Regions from separate parts of the Pan troglodytes genome. Here region 1 is linked to region 2. Evidence: chromatin contacts called from public HiChIP or PLAC-seq data. All regions are on one chromosome and are shown on one strand. Each heading gives the region's core, a stretch centred on a gene start, on an enhancer-like site or on the middle of the called end of the contact. The rest is flanking DNA. Distances are from core to core; before and after follow the strand shown.

Region 1 (4,936 bases), core at 1,538-4,037, 44 kb after region 2:
ACAGGTACCATGGACCTCTGAAGGCAGAGCAGGGCCCAGACCTGCTTGACCTGGGGTCTGGAGGGGGTGGATTTCCTTCTATCGGGAAAGAAGACCAGTAAGACACAACTGAAGGCTGTGTGGGGATGGCTGCCTTGCCATCCTGCCTTTCACCTGCTTTAGAAATGACCCATGGAAGGAAAAAGGCATCTGAAACAAGGCCTTCGGACAACCAGGGGCTGGCTGGCTGCACCCACTCCCCAGGCTTCCCTGCATTTGGCTCCCACCTCTCCCAGCTCTCACCTGGGAGGCTCTGGCTTGGTCCCCCGACCACCAATTCTGCCTCCAGACAAGTCTGCTGAGTTTTTTTTTGAAAATTGACTTTAATAATCCAGATTTGGTTCAGCCTGAAATTGTCCTTCCTGAGAGCATCAGGGAAAGTATGAGGAATGGGAAGCTTCCCATATGGCCTTAATCAGCTACAAGGTTGTGACTCAGAGTAGGGAATGGCTCAAAGACATCCTAAAATGGGAAGAAACAAGGGATTTTCAGTTAATGCACCCAGGCAGTGGTTGCCACTCCCCTCCCTCTCCCCTTCCCCCACCAAGTGCAGAACCAATCTCAATAGCAGTCTCAAGTCCCTTCCCTTGTTCCCCATCTCTAATCCCATCTCCTTCCCAGGATTTTCCATGAGACACATTAGGGGTTTCTCAGGTTGCCTGAGCCTGAGGCATAGCAGCTCCTTGTTTGCATACTTGACAGAACCATGGCAACCAGTCCCCATCATGGGGTCAGTCACAAGACTAATGATGTGGCCCAGCAGCCAATCCAAGCAAAGGAGCCCCGCTGCCATGGTGATGGGGGGCGGGGACCACCAGTTTCCTTGAAGGGCTGAGGGGCTGGAGCACCTCTGAGATACAGGTTGCCCTAATGGAGCCCATCTAGAAGTTTCCCAGATCCACTGCCACGATCGTAGTCCCAGGTCCCAGGATCCCACCTGGACAACCTGGTTGCCCCAAACAGGTCTACCTGTTTCCACTCTTGTCCATTTCAAAATCCATTTTCCAACAGCATCAGTGTGTCTTTATAAAATGCTTATCATATTGTCCTACTCTCTTCCTTAAAAATCCTCCAATGCCTTCCCACTACACTTTGAATAACACCCGACCCCCTGTCTATGGACTACAAGCCACAAGTAGTCCTGGGCCTATTTTCCAAGCTCATCTGCTGTCACAGGACTGTGTCTGTTCCCCCAACAAGCCCTGGAATCTCATCTAACAGCAGATGTATTTGAAAGCCTCTTTGCCTTGGAGACTCTTCCTCCAGATCTCCCCCTGGCTGCCTCCTTGTCATTTAGGTCTAAGTTTAAATGTCACCTCCTGAGGCCCTCCTTAGCCTAAGGTGTGTGAAACAACCCAACCTCTACTGGGGTCGCTAAGAGGAAGGGTAGGGGCTGTGCAGGGGGAAGGCTGGGAGTCAGGATACAGGGGCTAGTCCTGGCTCCACACTTGTCCAGGCTGGACCTGAGCTTCTCATCTATAAAGATGGCTGGAGGTACAAGATGGGTAGTTTTCTATTTGAGCTGCAAAGGGCTCAGTGGTCCCAAGGAGATGCCTGAGAGCCTTGCCCAGGTGACTTAGTCAACACCACAGAGATAAGCAAGGGGGCTGGAGGGCTGATGTGAGAGGCTCTGGGCCCTCCTCTCTAACTCAGGGAGAGAAGTGCCCCCCACACGTACATACACATGCACATATATGTGTATACAATGTATGTATATGTAAGGGTGGGTAAGGTTAGGATTGGGGTCATGGCACACTTGGAATTCTCAGAAAAACAGCCCATATGTTTTTGTTGGGGGCGGGGTTGTGTTTTTTGTTTTTTGAGACAGGGTCTCACTCTGTCACCCAGGCTGGAGTGCAGTGGTGCAATCATAGCTCACTATAACCTTGAACTCTTGAGTTCAAGCTAATCTTCTTGCCTTAGCCTCCTGAGTAGCTATGACTACAGGTGTATGCCACCACACTTTTAAATTTTTGTAGAGACAGGGATCTTGTTATGTCACCCAGGCTGGTCTCGAACTCCCGGCCCTGAGTGATCCTCCCAATGTTCTGGGATTACAGGCATATGAACCACGACGACCAACCCACAGAGAGCCTATATGTTTTTTAAAAACATTGGAAAACCTCTGAAGCAGATTTATGCAGACCCTTCAATTTCTGTGCACATGACTGACTGTACAGGACCAAGCCATCGGAAGCCCCAGTCCCTGCATCCTGAGTTGCGGCAATCTACGAAAGGGAGACTCTGAGAGACAGAGAAAGTGGGGGCGCCCTCCAATGGGGAAATGAAGAATTTTCCTTCCATCCAGAACTGCTGACTGGCCTTTATTACATTGCCTTTAATTCTCACAGCAGCCAGGGAGGATGGCCATTATGACCACTCCACCGATGTGGAAGGAGGGCTTGTAGAGCTTCAGTAAGGTCATGACTGGGAAGCAGCAGTGCCAGGACTGGCCTGGGTCTCTCTGTGTGGAAAGCTGTGTTCCTTCCCATCCATCAGGCCCATGCTTCCAGAAGATTCTCCATGAGGCTCTGCCCTCAGTGAAGCCCTGTCAGTCCTCATGCTGCCAATGTCAGTCCCCTCCATCACTCTGCCTCCCTCTTGAAATAGCCCTTGCTGGGCTCAGGCTTCCTGAACAAGGCCAGGCCCTTACCTGCAGCAGGGCCTTGGTGTGGCTGGTCACCTCTTGGTTCAGGACCTCTGAAACCGCTTCAGAGTTAAAGCATTGCTCCCTGCTCACCCTGGTCATGGGGCTCTGATGGGAGGGGAGCCGGGAGCCAGGAGCCAAGAGTGAGGAGAAAATGGTGAACAGGCCCAGAGGAAAAGAGAAGGGGCCGAAGTGAAGGATTTCAAAACTCTGAGGGAAACTCACTTTAGGGGACAAGAGTCTCCTTGTGCTTGCTCATAGAAAACAAAGATTAAGCAGGGATAACAAATGGGAACTGTGCTTTCCAGCCCCTTCCCTCTGCAGACATCACTAATGGATCGTGGATTCCTTCTGGTGGAAATCAGATGGGAGCTCTTATTGTTCCATTCCCTGAGCTCCTGATGGCTCCTACCTGCAGCCCTGATAACTCATGCCCTTCCCAGCTCCTCTGTCTACCGGCAGGTGCAGTGCGGACCAACCGTAGGCCCAACATGCCTCACCCTGGTGACTCTGGTGGGAAAGGCTGCCTGTCCGCTCCTCAGACAGGCCTCTGGGGCATGGAGCCAGGGCGTGTGCTCTGTCTGCTGGGTCCTCACACTTTGAGTGATGTCATCCTTCCAGAACAATCCTGCAGAGTGAAAGGATGGGATGAATTGACACTTGGGGCACTCTGATGGGCCCATCCCAGAAACAAAAGTGTGATTAGAATTTTTTCTTTCCCCAAAATGCACAAGTACCACATTGCAGAGGGCCAGTGGAGGGGTCCGGAGACTGACTGGGGTACAGGAGTTTGCCTTCTGCCCACCGCCATGGCTTAAATCCTTGCTCTTGCTAGCTCTATGGCCATGAGAAACAATTAAACTTGCTGAACCTATTTTCTCGCTCATGAAGCGACGAACTTCATAGGATTGAGAGAATGAAAGCAGATAGTGCACACACATTTCCTAGCTTATTGTTTGGCATGCAATAAGTGATCAAGTGAGAGCTGTATTTTACTTTTTTTAGCTACACCTGCTAGAAAGGGACAAATAGGAATTTTTAAATGATGCTGCTGTGAGAATCAAATAAGGTTGAAGATAGAAAGTGTGCTTCCAGGCCAGGCATGGTGGCTTATGCCTGTAATCCCAGCACTTTGGGAGGCTGGGGCGGGCAGATCACTTGAGGTCAGGAGATCGAGACCAGCCTGGCCAACATGATAAAACCCTATCTCTACTAAAAATACAAAAGTTAGCCCGGTGTGGTTGTGCATGCCTGTAGTCGTAGCTGCTTGGGAGGGTGAGGTATGAGAATCATTTGAACCCGGGAGGCGGAGGTTGCAGTGAGCTAAGATAGTGCCACTGCACTCCAGCCTGGGTGACAGATCGAGACCCTGTCTCAAAAAAAAAAAAAAAAAACTTCTAGAACCCTAGGACATTACACATTATATACTATGATTATTAGTAGTAATTTGAACTCAAAGCGGATCTCCCTTCTGATGCCTGAAGCCACACACTCTGCTTTCAGGAAGGGTCAGATACTTTTCCCCAGGAAAAATATCCTTCCACCCTCCACTCTGGCCTTTCATGTCTTCCACTTGTCATATTCTCTGAACTGCCCACCTCCTTAATTCAGAGTCTGAAGTATGTGTGTGGGGGTGGGAGGGACCTGGTTCTGGCTGAGGACTGCAAGATTCCTAGCTCTGGAGCAGTCAGACAGCACCCGGGGTGGTGAGCCAGGCCCGAGGAGATAGATGCTGGCCTCTTCTGGGGACTTCCAGTGGCCTCTGCTGTGTTCCTCTAGAGTCCACGTGGGAACGACTCCCCAGCTTAGGTTGCACCATGACTTCCGTCTTGCCCCATCTCTAGCAGAGACTGGGCAGGTGAGGCTCCAGAGGTGGTATGATGAGAAAGTTTCAGGCAGGGAATTTTAAGGGAGGAGGTTTTAACGTCAAGTTGGAGATTCCCTCTATAGTATCTATCCCTATATTTGACCAAACCCAGTCCCTTTCCTCCAGCCCTCCCAGGTCTCACCTTGAGGCACCGGCTGCCGAGCACACCTTGCTAGTATCGGAAGACCACGTGGATGCTGTCTTCGAGGGGCGTGGCCTGCAGTACTCCCACCTGGGTCTGCCCCTCTAAGGGAACGAGAATGAAATGAGTAGGTACCTGGGCCAAAAGCCTTCAAAAGGCAGCATCCTCTCCATTGACACTCCCATATCCCCACGTCTCCCTTCCTCTGCCAGTCCCCTCCCACTTCCCAGCTATCTATCCT
Region 2 (5,021 bases), core at 923-3,422:
TTCTAGAAGGCTCCTCTGGGCTTCTCCAGAGAGTCCAAATGTGAATAGCCCATCTCTAGGGTTCCACCTCTTACTCTAGCAAGATATGGGAAGGTGAGGCTCCAGCAGTGGGGGTGATAGGAATATTCCTTGAAGAGAAATCTTCTTCCCCACCCATAACTAACCAAGTTCCAATCTCTCTCCTCCAGTGCACCCAGACCTTACCTTGGGACATGAGTTGTCGGAGCACACCTTGTAAGCGTTGGAGAACTGGGGAGGTGACTTGCAAAAGGGGCCGGGCCTGCCCCACTCCCACCTGGCACTGCCCAAACAAGCCATCTAAGGGCACAAAAGTGGTGTCAGCAGGGGGCTTGAATAAGAGGCCTTCCAAAGTCCAGGTTGCAAATGGACTGTACTCTCTTCACCTCCTCCCCTACCTCTCCTCCTCCAGGCAAGTCTTCCTTCTTCTCAAGCCCAGTAGCCCTCTTCCTTTCTGGGCCTTCTCTCCCCTTCTTGTTTTTTATTGCCCCTCTCCCCCCGATCTTGTGAGTTCTATGCTTGGGCCTCACTCACCCTGAATACAGACTTCCAGGTGAGAGCAGAGCCTGCGGTCAAATAGACAGCCTGTAGAGGAACAGGTGAGCAGAGGCTCAGACACCCACTCACAGAGAATGGGCAGATGGGTGGACAGGCTGGGAATGGGAGAAGCAGATGCAATTTATTCTTTCATTCTAAAGAAGGCCTTAAGCTGGGAGGAGAGTAGGAATCAGGCCTGAATTTCTTAAAAGGAAGCATGGGATCTTGTTTTGGATTTTAAGAATTTGTGAGTCTGTATCCTTAAAAGCCTCTGTTTGCTTAACTGAGTGATAGGGAAGAAACCTTCCAGGTGCAGGGAGAGAGATTCATAGAATTACTGCAGGAGAGGTTTTGGCCAAATTCTGAAAGAGGAATTTCCTTCCCAAATATGGAAAAGCATCCTATAATGGCCTGGAACTCAGAAGAGGTTCTAGCACACTTCCCCCGGTCGGGGGAAAGAGGGCATGGGTGGGGCTGGGGAGGGTGTCTCTTAGGCATCTCTCCTCGCGCTGTCCCGAGCCGCCGGCGCTGTCCGCGGTGCTGAAGCTCTGAGTCTGGCGCCGCCAAGGGCTCGCCTTGGAGGCGGTTACCAGAGAGGAAGGGGTCACAGAGCGAGGACTCTCCACTAGACCTGAGCCCTCTGTTCTATTCTGCCAACCCACAGCGTCACAGGAAGTACTCTGCCTCTCGGGCCTCCAAGCCCGGGTGGGGAAAGAGGGCGCCAGGCGGCGAGGCTGCGCCCCTTCCCCCACGCGCCACCCTCCTATCCCCCACCCCCTGCCCGTGAGTCAGCGCTGACTGTCTCTGTCCGCACAGATGTGAGTCAGCACCAGGCCTGGCTGTGGGGAGGGGGACAAGAGAGGACCCTCCCCTCTTCATCCTCTTCTGCCCCCTCCCCGTGCTGTCCCCCGTTACAGGAGATCAGATCGCTGCAATCAGCTTCTCTAGGCTTACGGAGAAACCCTGGCCTCTCTCTCTGCCCAGCTGGGACTCTATGTCTGCGGCCCAGGCTTCCACTGCCCAGAGATCACCGTTCCCTCATTCTCCCCGCCACCTCCCCTTCCCATTCCTCAGCGCCTGTCACCACCTCCCAGGCGCCTCGGAGCAAGTGGCTTCTCCTGTGGTCTCGCAGCCGGTCTCTAAGTCCCTCTGCCCACATGCACCCCGTGTCCTTCTCCCGAACGTGCAATTTTCCCCAGAGCCCAATTCTCTTAGGTCCCGCCCCCGTATTCCCAGCCCCACCTCCAGGCCTACGCCCCTTTCCTCCGAGACGCCCTCTCACCTTCCTCATCTCGCATGCCTCCCCCAACCCATATTCTCCCCGAGCTTCATGACATTTCACCCTCACCCCCACCGAGTTTCGCTCCAGGCCCCAAGCTGCTCCCCGCCCCCCACCACCCGCCAGCCCAAGTTTCCTCCTGACCATGGGCACTAACGGCGCTGCAGCCCCCCGGGCGGCTGCTCAGCAGCAGGAGGCAGAGGAGCAGCCGGAGACCCCCGGATCCCCCGAGACCCCCAGGCCGCCGCGGGCGCCGCATCCTTCCGAGCTCCGGGCGCTCGCTCCCGGGCCGGAGCCGCAGCGACGCTGGCGGGAGCCTGCCAGAGGGGCCGAGGCGGGGCTTGCCGCTCCCCACCTCCCTACGAGGCGGGGTCTACATGCCCCTCTCGCTGCAACGCGGCCAACCGCAGGCGGGTGCTGACGACACCTCCACCCCCGGCTCGTAAGCTAATTTGCGTCACATATGGCGTAAGAGCCCTGTCGGAGCGGGGGACCTACCTAGCCCATCCCTCCTCCATCAAATAGTAGGCGCCTCGCTAGAATTCCCACTTGGCCCCATCCCTGTAGCCCTCTTCTAGGATCACCTCTGTCTCCCCGCCCCAGGGTGGGTGAAAAGGGTTAAGTTGAGTGGGGGGCCAGGAAAGATAGGTGGGTCCAGAACGATAAACCCGAAGACAAGAAGCAGAAAAGTGGGTAGAATAAGTACTCTTACTCATTGTCATTGAAGGTACTGTTCTCTTCCTTAAGAAAAAATGGTTAGGCATGCCTAGATTCCAGTTCTAGCAGGGCATCTACTAAGGGTATGACCTTGGGCACCTTGTTTAACTTGTCTGCGTCCAAGTTTCCTGATCTGCAAAGTGGAGGTGTTAATAGTTACTACCCGCCTCACGCAGTGATTGTGAAGATTTTGTTCGTTACACTAATATGGATCACTTAGAAGGATGACTGGACTGGTGCATACTACATGCTCCATACATATTAGCTGTCATCATTAGCTTTTATTTATTTTTTATTGAGATGGAGTCTTGCTCTGTTGGCCAGGCTGGATACTGGCGCGATCTTGGCTCACTGCAATGTCCACCTTCTGGGTTCAAGCCATTCTCCTGCCTCAGCCTCCCTAGTAGCTGGAATTACAGGTGCACAGCACCTTGCCCGGCTAATTTTTGCATTTTTATTGGAGATGGGATTTCACCTTGTTGGCCAGGATGGTCTTGAACTCTTGACCTCAGGTGATCCAACGGCCTTCGCCTCCCAAAATGCTGGGATTACAGGTGTGAGCTACCGGGCCTGGCCTCATCATTAGCTTTGACTCTCCTTTCTCTCCGTCTGTGCCACCTCGAGGCTATCAATCATTTTATGGTTTCTCCCTGCAAAATACATCTCCCATCAGTCCACTTCTGTCCATCCTCACTACCTGAACTGAAACACTGTGCTCTTTCACCACGACCACTGCAGCAATCAGCTAGTAACTGCTCTCTTGCTTCCACTCTAGTCATCCAATAAGTAGCGGAGTGAGCTTCTTAAGTTCAGATTTGATCTCCTTCCTCTCTTGCTTTCCAGTAAAATAAAATAAAATTTAAAAAGGACAGAAATGCATAATGAATACTTACATACTCATCATCCATACTTAATGGTTATTGATGTTATACAATATTTGCTTCTTTTTAGTATTTAAACATGAATGATAGACATCATGACATTTCTCTTCTAAATATTTCATTATGCATCTCCAAGAAATAAGGACATTTTCCTGCATAACCTAAGTGCTGTTATGACACCTAAAAAAATTTACAATAATTCCTTAATATAATTTTTTTAATGTTTTATTTTTTTGAGAAGGAGTCTTGCGCTCTTTTGCCCAGGCCAGACTGCAGTGGCACTATCTCGGCTCACTGCAAGCTCCCCCTCCCAGGTTCACGCCATTCTCCTGCCTCAGCCTCCTGAGTAGCTGGGATTACAGGTGCCTGCCACCGCACCCGGCTAATTTTTTGTATTTTTAGTAGAGACGGGGTTTCACCGTGTTAACCAAGATGGTCTCGATCTCCTGACCTCGTGATGCACCCACCTCGGCCTCCCAAAGTGCTAGGATTACAGGCGTGAGCCACCTCGCCCGGGCATTCCTTAATATAATTTAATGCTCAGTTCAGATTCAAATTTCTCAGATTGTTTCCCCCAAAATGCCTTTTCTTTTCAGGTGTTTTGTTCAAAATAACAGTCAATTAAGAACAACCACGGCCTTTGTTATGTTTCTTAATCTCTGTAAATTAGCATAGACACCATCTCCTCTCTCCCCTCCCCCATTTTTGACATTGTCATGTTGATAGACCAGGTCAATTTTTCTTTAGAACTCTTCTTCTGGGTTTATCTGATTTTTTTCTTCGTGTTGTTATTTCCCTGTATTTCTCCAGTGTATAACCTGTATATCACCTGTATTTCCTGTAAACTAGAAGTTATATATGAAGTATTGACTGTATCAAATTAAAGAATTTTTAAAGCAAAATGCCTCTCATTGCATCATTTCAGGAAGTACATGATGTCTGACTGTTCTATTAGTGATGTTAAAATTGATCACTGGTTTAAGGTAGAGACAGCCAGATCTCTGTATGTAAAGCTGTGGTTTTCTAATGTGACCAGCATGCAATCCTTGGATGATACTTTGGCACTGTGAGACTATCTAGTTCCTCATCAACTTTTCACCTAATGGTTTCACTATTCACTGGTGATCCATCCTTGACTAAATGATTTCATTAGAGGTTGCAAAATGGTGATTTTTATAATCCTATCATTCAATTCACATTTATCGCTTATTTTACTTTGTAAAGAAGGGCTTTCTCTCATCAACTGGGTTTAGTTTACACTAAAATGCAATTCCAACTGGAAAGGTAACATATATTCTCAGCTTTTTCTCTTTACCCTTCTGCAAAATAATGAGTCTGTGTAGTGTAGTGACCTCTAACAGTGACTAATACATTTTTAAACATTTATTTATTTATTTAGAGTCAGGGTCTCACTCTATCACCCAGTCTGGAGTGCAGTGACAAGATCATAGCTCACTGCAGCCTTCAACTCCTGGGCTCAAGCAATCCTTCTGCCCCAGCCTCCTGAGTAGCTACCATTGTGAGCAACCATGCCCGGCTAATTTTTTTTTTTTTTTTTTTTGTAGAGGCCAAGCACAATGGCTCATGCC

What was found. HiChIP or PLAC-seq counts read pairs in DNA pulled down with a chosen protein or histone mark.
Region 1: an H3K4me3 HiChIP or PLAC-seq map of stem cell-derived excitatory neurons shows a contact between it and region 2, with 2.8 times the contacts expected there. The contact joins the promoter of RESP18 here to the promoter of PTPRN in region 2. A contact is called at or near these places in 1 of 7 Hi-C or Micro-C datasets (induced pluripotent stem cells) and 1 of 1 datasets of contacts at active chromatin or transcription factors (stem cell-derived excitatory neurons).

What each region holds. Positions count from the first base shown.
Region 1 is chr13:121,611,470-121,616,405 of NHGRI_mPanTro3-v2.0_pri, forward strand. It overlaps RESP18 (regulated endocrine specific protein 18), which reads right to left and starts at 2,788. Exons shown (of 8, transcript XM_054678851.1): 1 at 2,693-2,788; 2 at 2,213-2,267. The coding sequence starts at 2,788.
Region 2 is chr13:121,568,561-121,573,581 of NHGRI_mPanTro3-v2.0_pri, forward strand. It overlaps PTPRN (protein tyrosine phosphatase receptor type N), which reads right to left and starts at 2,173. Exons shown (of 22, transcript XM_016950562.3): 1 at 1,979-2,173; 2 at 553-603; 3 at 205-318. The coding sequence starts at 2,093.